Regions from separate parts of the Mus musculus genome. Here region 1 is linked to region 2. The links are chromatin contacts, called in public promoter capture Hi-C maps. All regions are on one chromosome and are shown on one strand. Each heading gives the region's core, a stretch centred on a gene start, on an enhancer-like site or on the middle of the called end of the contact. The rest is flanking DNA. Distances are from core to core; before and after follow the strand shown. Region 1 holds the start of Mrpl53 (mitochondrial ribosomal protein L53). Region 2 overlaps M1ap (meiosis 1 associated protein).

Region 1 (4,535 bases), core at 1,536-4,035, 95 kb before region 2:
TTTTTTTTTTTTTTTTTTTTTTTTCTCTCTTCTTGTAATTCAAGGTGAGAAACAAAGGGGCTGGGAAGGTGGCCCAGTGATTTGAGCACTTGCTGGGAAAGCATGAACTGACTTGGGATCCAGCATGCTCACATAAAAGGCCAGGGCGCATCCGCAGCACTGGGGTAAGGAGATAGGGGATTCTGGGTGCTTGCTGGCTAGGTGGGGTAATATATGCCTGTAACCACAGCACTTGGGGGATGGAGATAGGGGATTCTGGGTGCTTGCTGGCTAGGCTAGCTGAAAAGAGTAAGGTCAGGTTCAGTGAGACATTTTATCTGGAAACAAGACAAAACAAAACAATAACAAAAATCCAAAACAGATGGAACATGGTAAAGGAAAATACACAACCTTTGGCTTCCACATTTGCAAACACAGGCATGTGCACCTACATACATATACATACACAAAAAGAAAACAATGATACCGTAACCCAGTGTACACACACACACACATATGCTAGAGTGTCTTTATTTATAAAATATACAGTCATTTATTCAAAACTAAAACTTCTTAAAAGAATACTCTTGTGGCTGTAGTAAGAATGTTGGTTTCTTTAGAAATTCAGTTATGTTTTAGTGCCAGGTGTGGGGTAAGAAGCTGTGTCCCAGCCGGTGATTATGAACTGCCTTGTGCACTAGCAGGGGTGTGATTTTTACCTGCTGCAGAGAGATTAATTCTGGGGACTCTGGAGAGGGCCTGCTGCAGCTGCTGATCCCTCTTGCTGCGGCTGCATTTGCTGGATATTCTGATGATGAAGACTGGACTTGCCCCAAGGAACCCAAGGACCCTAATCAGCAGGAAGTAGCCTATAGAGGTCTATATCCCCTCCCCCTCTAATCTTCTCTCCTACATAATGCTGGGGTGTCAGAAGGGATTAGGGTGAAGAAAGGTTGGAAGGGAGGTAGAGGTATAAAAACTAAAAGTTAAAAAAAAAATAACACATGGCATGCATGGATAACTTTTTTTGTACGACTTTTTTTTCTGATTTTTAATGTGCATTCATTGGTGTCTTGCCTACATGCATGTCTGTGAGAGGGTGTCAGATGCCCTAGAACTGGAGTTACAGTTGTGAACTGCTATGTGAGTACTGGAGATTGAACCCTGGTCATCTGGAAGAGTAGCTAGTGCTCTTAAACACTAAGCTACTCCTCTGGCCTCGAATGGATAACTTTTTATGCCATTTGATCCTCTAAAATGACTTCATGGTCACATTAATGGATGTTAACCAAAAACTATTTCCGGACTGTGGGAAGTAAGCCATTATTACCCATGTGAAGGATGAGATTTCATAGCAGCTAAAATGATAAGGGAAAATGACACCAGGCAGGAGAATAAAAGTGGTACAGGAAATGAGTGAGAATGGAAGGGTCTCGATAAGTAGACCAGGCTGGCCTCCTGAGTAGCCTGGATAGTGTGTGCCAATAGACGGGGCTGGCTCCTCTCTTTCCCCTCAGTGCAGACAGACTGGTTGGATCTACGGAGAAAGGGAAGGGATAGGAGAGGAAACACTACATTTCTAGCCTAGAAGGCTGAGCAGGAAGTCAGAAGAGCCAAGTGACCGTTCCACTTGAAGGAAAGAATGTTGGTGGCATATGGGGGAAATTGGCAGTAGCTAATCATAGAAGATGGGGTTAGAACCAAATAAAAAGGTAGGGTTTAAATCCTGAGTAGTTGAAATTATGACAGAATGGGTGGTTCCATGAGAGTGAATGAAGAGTAGACAACACTACTAAGGAAGATGAGTACTGTAGGCTGAGGGTGGTGGCTGTCTAGAATCCCAGCACTGAGGAGCCTGAAGCAGAAAAATGCTTTCACATTTCTAGGCCACCTTGGTCTTCTTACTAAGTTTCAGGTTAGCTCATGGTAAGACCCTCTCTCAAAATCCAAGTAAACAACCTGAGAAAAATAGCATTCATTTGGCAATAAATATTTAATTAAAATGTACTTGGTTGACAGATCCAAATAAAGTTAAACACTGAGAAAGAAAAATTCCAATTTGTCGGGGCCCTTCACCACCCAAACTTACTTATCTTGCCCCAGAAGCCCTGTTGTTAGTGTTCTTGCTCCGTATCATGAGCTCCATGCAGCATTTTGAGTGATTAAAGCCCAGGTCTTCTCAGACCACTCACTGTCTTTAGATTCAAGCTAACATTTGGTTGTTGGACTCTTCTGCCATATCAGCGGCGGGTACTCGTACCCGGGGCGACCTTGTCTGCGCCCGGTGCAGATGCTGCCGCGGCGTTCCTGTCCCGGATGTGGGAGGCCAAGGCACTTAACATTTCCTGAGTGGTGAGGTGGGCACCGCGCATAATCAGCCGATACCCATCTCCTGGGGGAGATGCAAACCGATGAGTTAGGGACCCTGACTATGCAGGGCTATGGCGGCGATCTGCCCTCGCCCACCCGCGTCCCTACCAGGTTTACCGAACAACACGTCCACGCAGGGCTCAGAGCCGTCGTGCCTCACGTCGGCGATCACAGAGCAGTTGAGGTTGGTGGCGCGGACTTTCTCGCTGCTCACCGTCTGGAGGAAGGTCCTGCGGCCGGAGGGCAGCGTGAGCGCGTCCGGGGGACCAGGGAGCCGGGACGAGGGTGCGCGCGCACGCGTGGGGAACACGGACGCCTCCCACCTCCCCAGAACCCGTACCTCGTGGACTCCACGTTCTTCTCAAACGGGCAGAACTGAACTCGAACCAGCTTGACCGGCCGTAGTCCGAGCCGAGCCAAAGCCGCCGCCATGGTTACCTCCACCCCGGAAGGAGTAGCACTGGGGATCGGTTTATTGGAACGGACCGCTTCCGGCGGCTCCGCGGTACTTCGCGCGGCTGACCTCCGGGGCCACCCGCGAATACTTCAGCCATTAGCAGTGTTCTGTGCCACACAGCATAAGCAGTGAATGTGCAAAATCCCCTTCGCAGGAAAACGTCCTTCAGCCCTCTCCCTCGGGGTCCTGCCTGCGAGATCTAGGTCAGCACCACCCCACATCCTGGCTCCTTCCTTGGAAAGGATGTCACTGCGGGGACTGTCCACCCAGCAGAAGGCAAGCCCTGCCCCTGTAGCAACAGCCAAGGCTTAAATGTCCAGGCCCTACAGCCTAATGACTAGAAACAGAGACGGGGAAGGGGTAAGACTGCCCTCCACGTGTAGAAATGTCTGCTTTGTCTGTGTTTCCTCATGAATCAGTTTTCGCTTTGCTCCTGGGATTCGAGAGAAAGCAAGGTTTGCCTGTCTCCTGAGCGCTAGCCCTGTAGACCCCTTCTAGTTTTAGCTCCAAGATGTCTTCATTGTTTCCGACATCCAGATTTCAGGCTGTAGTTTGCCTATTACTCTGGATTGCAGATCCTAGGATGATCTGGGGGTTCAATTCTGGACTCTAGTTTATGAACATGTTTTATCAAGCACCCAGGTTTAAGCTTCTCTAGCATACAGTTCCTTGTCTGGGGCATGATCTGCAACCCCTGGTCCTAGTCAACTTAGGGTTCAGGACTTGTCCTCAGGCAAGAAAAAAAAGGCAGGTGCCAACGTGGGTGTTGGTGCAGCCTCAGGGCAAGCCAGGCTTGCTGGTTTCCCACCAGGTAAGCCTCAGGACTAGGTCCTGGTCCTCCCCCTCCCCCTCCTCCTCGTCCTCCTCCCCCCAGGGTGCTTAGCAGGTGAGTGTTCTGGGCAGGGGAGACTCCAAGACGAAGAGGGGGTGCCAAGTTTTCCAGGCTGTTGAGGCTGCTGGTGGGCAGTTCAGTGGTCTGGACCTCATAACAGAGACCTGGGAAGGCAGGAGTGGACGGCAGGTTGGTGGGGAATGCTGACGCCAAAGCAATGGTGAGATTGGGTGTGGGTGTTCGAAAGCACCCCTGGAAGGGCTTAGAAAAGCCTGGGGTTGAGGAGTGGTGATAACTCACAGCAACGGGGAGGTCTTCTGTGGACTGGATTCTTGGGCAGGGGTTGCTGCAGGAGACACAGCAGGGCCCCATCTAGCTGCTGGAAGATGCTGAGTGAGAGCAGAGTCTGGCGAAGCTCCTGCGACAGGCCCCACTGCTCTTGTTCCAGAACCTCCCTGACCACTCCGAAGTCTTGCTTGAGCTGCAGCGCCCCCTGCAGGCTAGATGTCCAGGTACAATGTGGCCACCAGACACTTCTGCCTCCCCAGACTGCTCTGCCCAAATGGTCTCCATTTTCCCTGTTTGGCATTCTTCCTCTGCCACTAGCATCTTTCCTTCATACCTGAACCGGATCCCATGGGTGAGGATGTGGTCAAGCCAGGCGCCCAGTGTGGCTGTCAGTGCCTGGCCGAGGGCAGGGGCTTGGGCTTCAGGTGGCAATCCCTGAAGTCCTTGCAACACAGGCTCCAACACAGAGTAGACCACTATCCGAGCGTACTCACTAGGGTCACTGGGAGGTTCTGGAGTGAGACAAGAGAAAAGACAGATGGAGAGACTGCAGAAGTCCAGTGGGCTCCAGAGGGAAGGAAGGGCACAAAGGGTAAGGACAAAGATGTT
Region 2 (4,088 bases), core at 509-3,008:
GAATATCAAACACACTCACCTATACTCTGACTTGTGCGGAAGCTCATGAACCTGGCAGTGAAAACACGGAGTGGCTGGGGTGAATTAGAGACTGTGCTGTGTGTGTGTAGTCGGGTGACAAAGGTGGATGAGAGCTCATGATAACAACTACGTCTGCATCTAGAGATCACCTCAGACCGCTTCTCCCTCCCAGGACAGTCAGAGAAGCTAGATAGTGTGGAATCTATGTTATGTGAAGAGAATACAATGGGAAATGTATAAAGCTGGTCCTTGAATACTGACAAAGAAGTACAGATTTAATGGTACAATTATAGTCTCTAGAGGAGAAAGATCCAGAGAGAGGTAGGAATTAGGCTAGCTCCATTTCCCTGAGGGCATACGTTGACTTTGAGTGGGAGGGGATGGTGGTAGTCATAGTGGTGGAGCTCAGAATCTAGGATTCCTATCTGTTAAGAGATGTTTACAAGGAAGCAGATCTTTTGGCAGAGATCTGCTGGTGGGGTAGGGTGTGACTCAAGCCAGTTTTCCACTTAGGACATTTGTGATATACTAGAGTTAAATGGATTTGGAGGCAGAAATTCGTGAGAGAAGCTAAGTGTTTAAGGAGACTTGGGTGGAAATGATCAGGGTTGAGACCTTTTAGGGTGAGGAGAGACACGCAGCACACCAGGCTTGTCGCTGAAAGCTCTGGAAGATAGGCTGAGCTGTAGCAGGATGGCTGCCCAGCTGTGACTCAGCACGGTACCCGAGTGCTCTATCTGCCTGGTGCAGGGAAGGGCGAGCCCTCTCTACCAACTGAAGCCTCTATAATACACTTATTCACAAGGTGAGGCTTTTACTAAATATTGTTATGTTAAAAAAAAAAAGTCATGTAGGACTGTAAGTTTGAAAACCAAAAGACAAAAGAAAGAATAAAAACAAAGGCACCGATTAAGGCTTAACCGTAAAGAGTCTTAAATGCTTAAAACTGCATGTGTTTGTTTGTATGGGTGTATGTGTGAGTGTGTTTGTGTGTCTGTGTGAGTTGTGTGTGTTTGTGTGTATGTGTGTGTGTGTGAAAGAGAGAGGAGAGAGGTGGGGGTGGGTGGGGTGTGGGAGTGATTGCAAGTATAGATTCTCTCCACTGTGGAGGTCCCAGGGATCAAATTCTGGTCATTAGGCTTGAACTGACTCCTGTAAGTTGTCCTCTGATCTTTACATTTGTGAGTGAGTTCTCACACACACAGACACACATACACACACACAAACAATGTAATGATATTGAAAGGAAACAATAAGAGCCAGGCACGATGAGACATGCCTTTAATCCCAGCGCTCAGGAAGCAGCAGCAGGTGGATCACTGTGAGTTCGAGGCCAGCCTGGTCTATATAGCAATTACAGGAAGGCCAAGACTATGTAGACGCTGTCTGAAAAAATCAAAACAGGAAAAAAAGAAAACAGGAGGAAACAAATGGAAATTATAAAAGTAGTAGCCAACAACTCTGTGTAAACCACACGCCAGATATGTGCCAGGTTTACACATGTAGTTCTAAGCACTCAAAAATATGCAAGGCACTTTTTATAGTTTCGGTTAGATGTGACAGAGACAAGAGCTGCTAGCGTGTCTCAGATGTGCCTCTTCCCTTTCTTTCTCTCCTGCTGACCGCTCACAGAAGCCTTGCTAGCGCTGGCCTTGAATATTTTACACAAGACCTCACAATGCTGCAAATTATGTCAGAGAAGCTAAGTCAGTGTAGACTCTGTGGCTGAGTGGGAGGAGGAAGGCAAAGAACAGGCCCAGAGGATGTGGTGAGAGTGACTGTGTGTGCACGCATGTGTGTAAAAGGGCTTAGGGACAGCATCTCTGGGTTACAGATAATTATTGAGTGAAGGAGAAAAGTCTATTCATTTCTATGCCATTGTAGTTATAAGAGGGCTCTTCTCTGGTGTTTTTGAAAACACAAATTAATTAGTTAAAAATTTCTTTTGGGTCACTGAATAATGTTTTTTAATATGTCATCCTGTAGGCACTAGACCGCAGGAGGTCACTGTGTTTGTTAGGGTTCTGAACACACAAATACACCATAGTTAGAGATGTGATTATGTTTCTGAAGTTCACAGTCAGGAAGCAATAAAGGAGCAGACTGAGGGCTATCAAGTTCCAAAGCACAGGCTTTTCTTGAGCAAGAGGGATATTTTTATCAGAATATTTTAGCAAACTGCCTGAGCCACTCCAAAGTAAGAGGGCCAGGAGAGATGGCTCGGCAATCAAAAGCACCTGTATGCAGTCTGAGGACTGGCATTTGGATCCCAGCACCCACACAACAAGCCTGATTTCCCTACAAGGGTCCTTAACTCTGAGGGACATGGAGGCAGGGGCATGACTATGGTTTCTGCCTTCCAACCTAGTCTAGAATTCACAAATTTCAGGTTCAGGAAGAGATCCTTCCTCAAAGGAAAAGAGAGAGAGAGAGAGAGAGAGAGAAAGAGAGAGAGAGAGAGAGAGAGGACATCTGATGCTCTTTTATGTGTTCTGCGCACCCCCCCATTCCCATACTCCCTCCCCCGCCCCCTCTCCCTCCCTCTCTCTCCCTCTCTCTCTCTCTCTCTCTCTCTCTCTCTCTCTCTCTCACACACACACACACACACACACACATTAAAAAATAGAGGTAATTAAGGGGGAATTTCTTTTCTGAGCCAAAATTTAACTAAAGCCGAGAACTTGGCTGGGAGAGTGGGGAAGTGGTAGAAACAGCAGGAAAGGGCAAGTGTGTCATTTTGGATTTTAGAATAAATTAAGTTTACATCTCAGTCCTTAAGTCAAATCATCGGACATATACTTTAAAAAAAATGATGACTTGAAATATGCTTTTCTCTAAAGTAGGAATAAAATATACAAGGTCTGATGAAAAAAGGCATTTGGGAAGGGCTCACCAAGGAAACCGTTGAGCTGAGTCTTTCAGGTTAGGGCAGGATTTGAACACATGGAGAGAAGAGAAGAGACAGCATGAACAGAGGGGAAGCTAATGCTTCCCACTCATTTGGTTGTAGGGTATGGTACGGTATGTGAAGAGAATAATGGTAAGCCTTGAATATAGACTGTGTGTCTGTATTCAAATATAGGTGTGTGTGTGTGTGTGTGTGTGTGTGTGTGTGTGTTGCTAGAGATCAAACCTACGGCTTCATGCACACACCAGGCAAGTTCCCTATCACTGAACTGCCGAAGACACACAGTATTTTGAAGCTGTAGATGGCAGACTTACTGCCATGCTTAAGCCAGGCTGAGAAGGGGAGAGACTGAGAGCATCCCAGCTCCAGCTCGCGAAGGAGTGCAGTATTAAAGCACAAGTAAAACAGGGCTGGATTAGCACAGTAAGGATCCAGGTAATGACGCTGATGGACAGATCTCTCAGGCAGGTGAGGCTCATTAAATGAGTGGGTGTAGGCACGAGAAACTTCAATGTCAGGACTGCCCCAAGAAGGCGGTGAGGCTGGGTGTGGTAGTGCATGCCTTTAGACCCAGCATTATGCAGGCAGAGATAGGCAGATCTCTGTGAGTTCGAGGCCAGCCTGGTCTACATACTAAGTTCTAAGCCATCCAGAGTTATTGAGTAAGCCTGTGTCTAAAAATAAACAGTAAAAGAAAGAAAAGAGAAAAGGAAGGAAGAAAGAAAGAAAGAAAGAAAGAAAGAAAGAAAGAAAGAAAGAGAGAAAGATTAATGTAGTCTCACCACGTAGGTAAAATGGAGCTGGGGAAGGGAAGTTAGGAGTTCACGAAAAAGTTTTTTGAAAAGCATTGGGAACAGGAAACAAGGACAACTCCAATTTAGGAGAGGAAAACTGAGGTGGCCCCAGGTGACTGGAGTGTAAAGGACACCATGGCTGAAAGTGGATGAGGTTTCAAGCCTGGGTGACTTAGACAATGATAGAGCTCTATTAACAGAAAGACAGAAGTTAGAACAGGAGTTGGCTGTGGGGAACCCCGGTGTGGGAAGGCGGGGGCACAGAGAATTGCACGGGGAACTGAGGAGGCACTGGATTTGAAAAGGACAAATAAACCAAATGTAAAAATCCCGGACCAGAGATGGAGGCAAAGTTCAGCACACAC

What was found. Promoter capture Hi-C pulls out the DNA fragments that hold promoters and counts their contacts.
Region 1: a promoter capture Hi-C map of the SN4741 cell line shows a contact between it and region 2, with 2.6 times the contacts expected there. The contact joins the promoter of Mrpl53 here to the enhancer-like site in region 2. A contact is called at or near these places in 21 of 39 promoter capture datasets (the 3T3-L1 cell line, the C10 cell line, the HPC-7 cell line and 15 more), 2 of 15 datasets of contacts at CTCF or cohesin (CD8 T cells and the NIH/3T3 cell line), 50 of 484 Hi-C or Micro-C datasets (the AtT-20 cell line, the Ba/F3 cell line, the C3H10T1/2 cell line and 35 more), 29 of 115 datasets of contacts at active chromatin or transcription factors (the 230-238 cell line, CD8 T cells, the HPC-7 cell line and 20 more) and 3 of 9 other capture datasets (adipose tissue, liver and pancreatic islet).

What each region holds. Positions count from the first base shown.
Region 1 is chr6:83,107,358-83,111,892 of GRCm38.p6, reverse strand. Mrpl53 (mitochondrial ribosomal protein L53) reads right to left here and starts at 2,785. Exons shown (of 3, transcript NM_026744.3): 1 at 2,690-2,785; 2 at 2,467-2,579; 3 at 1,961-2,371. The coding sequence starts at 2,781. The coding sequence ends at 2,220. Ccdc142 (coiled-coil domain containing 142) reads right to left here. Exons shown (of 9, transcript NM_001081266.1): 7 at 4,261-4,438; 8 at 3,939-4,138; 9 at 2,772-3,802. The coding sequence ends at 3,516.
Region 2 is chr6:83,011,296-83,015,383 of GRCm38.p6, reverse strand. The region is part of intron 7 of M1ap (meiosis 1 associated protein); the gene reads right to left. The region is part of intron 2 of Gm32644 (a long non-coding RNA gene); the gene reads left to right. Among named protein-coding and RNA genes, the nearest start is that of Gm32644, 9.2 kb to the left of the region's middle. Within about 2 kb of position 1,758, at least 156 of the 459 cell types and tissues checked have an H3K27ac peak or open chromatin away from gene starts, as enhancers often do. A contact at or near this core is called in the 230-238 cell line, the AtT-20 cell line, the Ba/F3 cell line and 28 more, where this site is marked.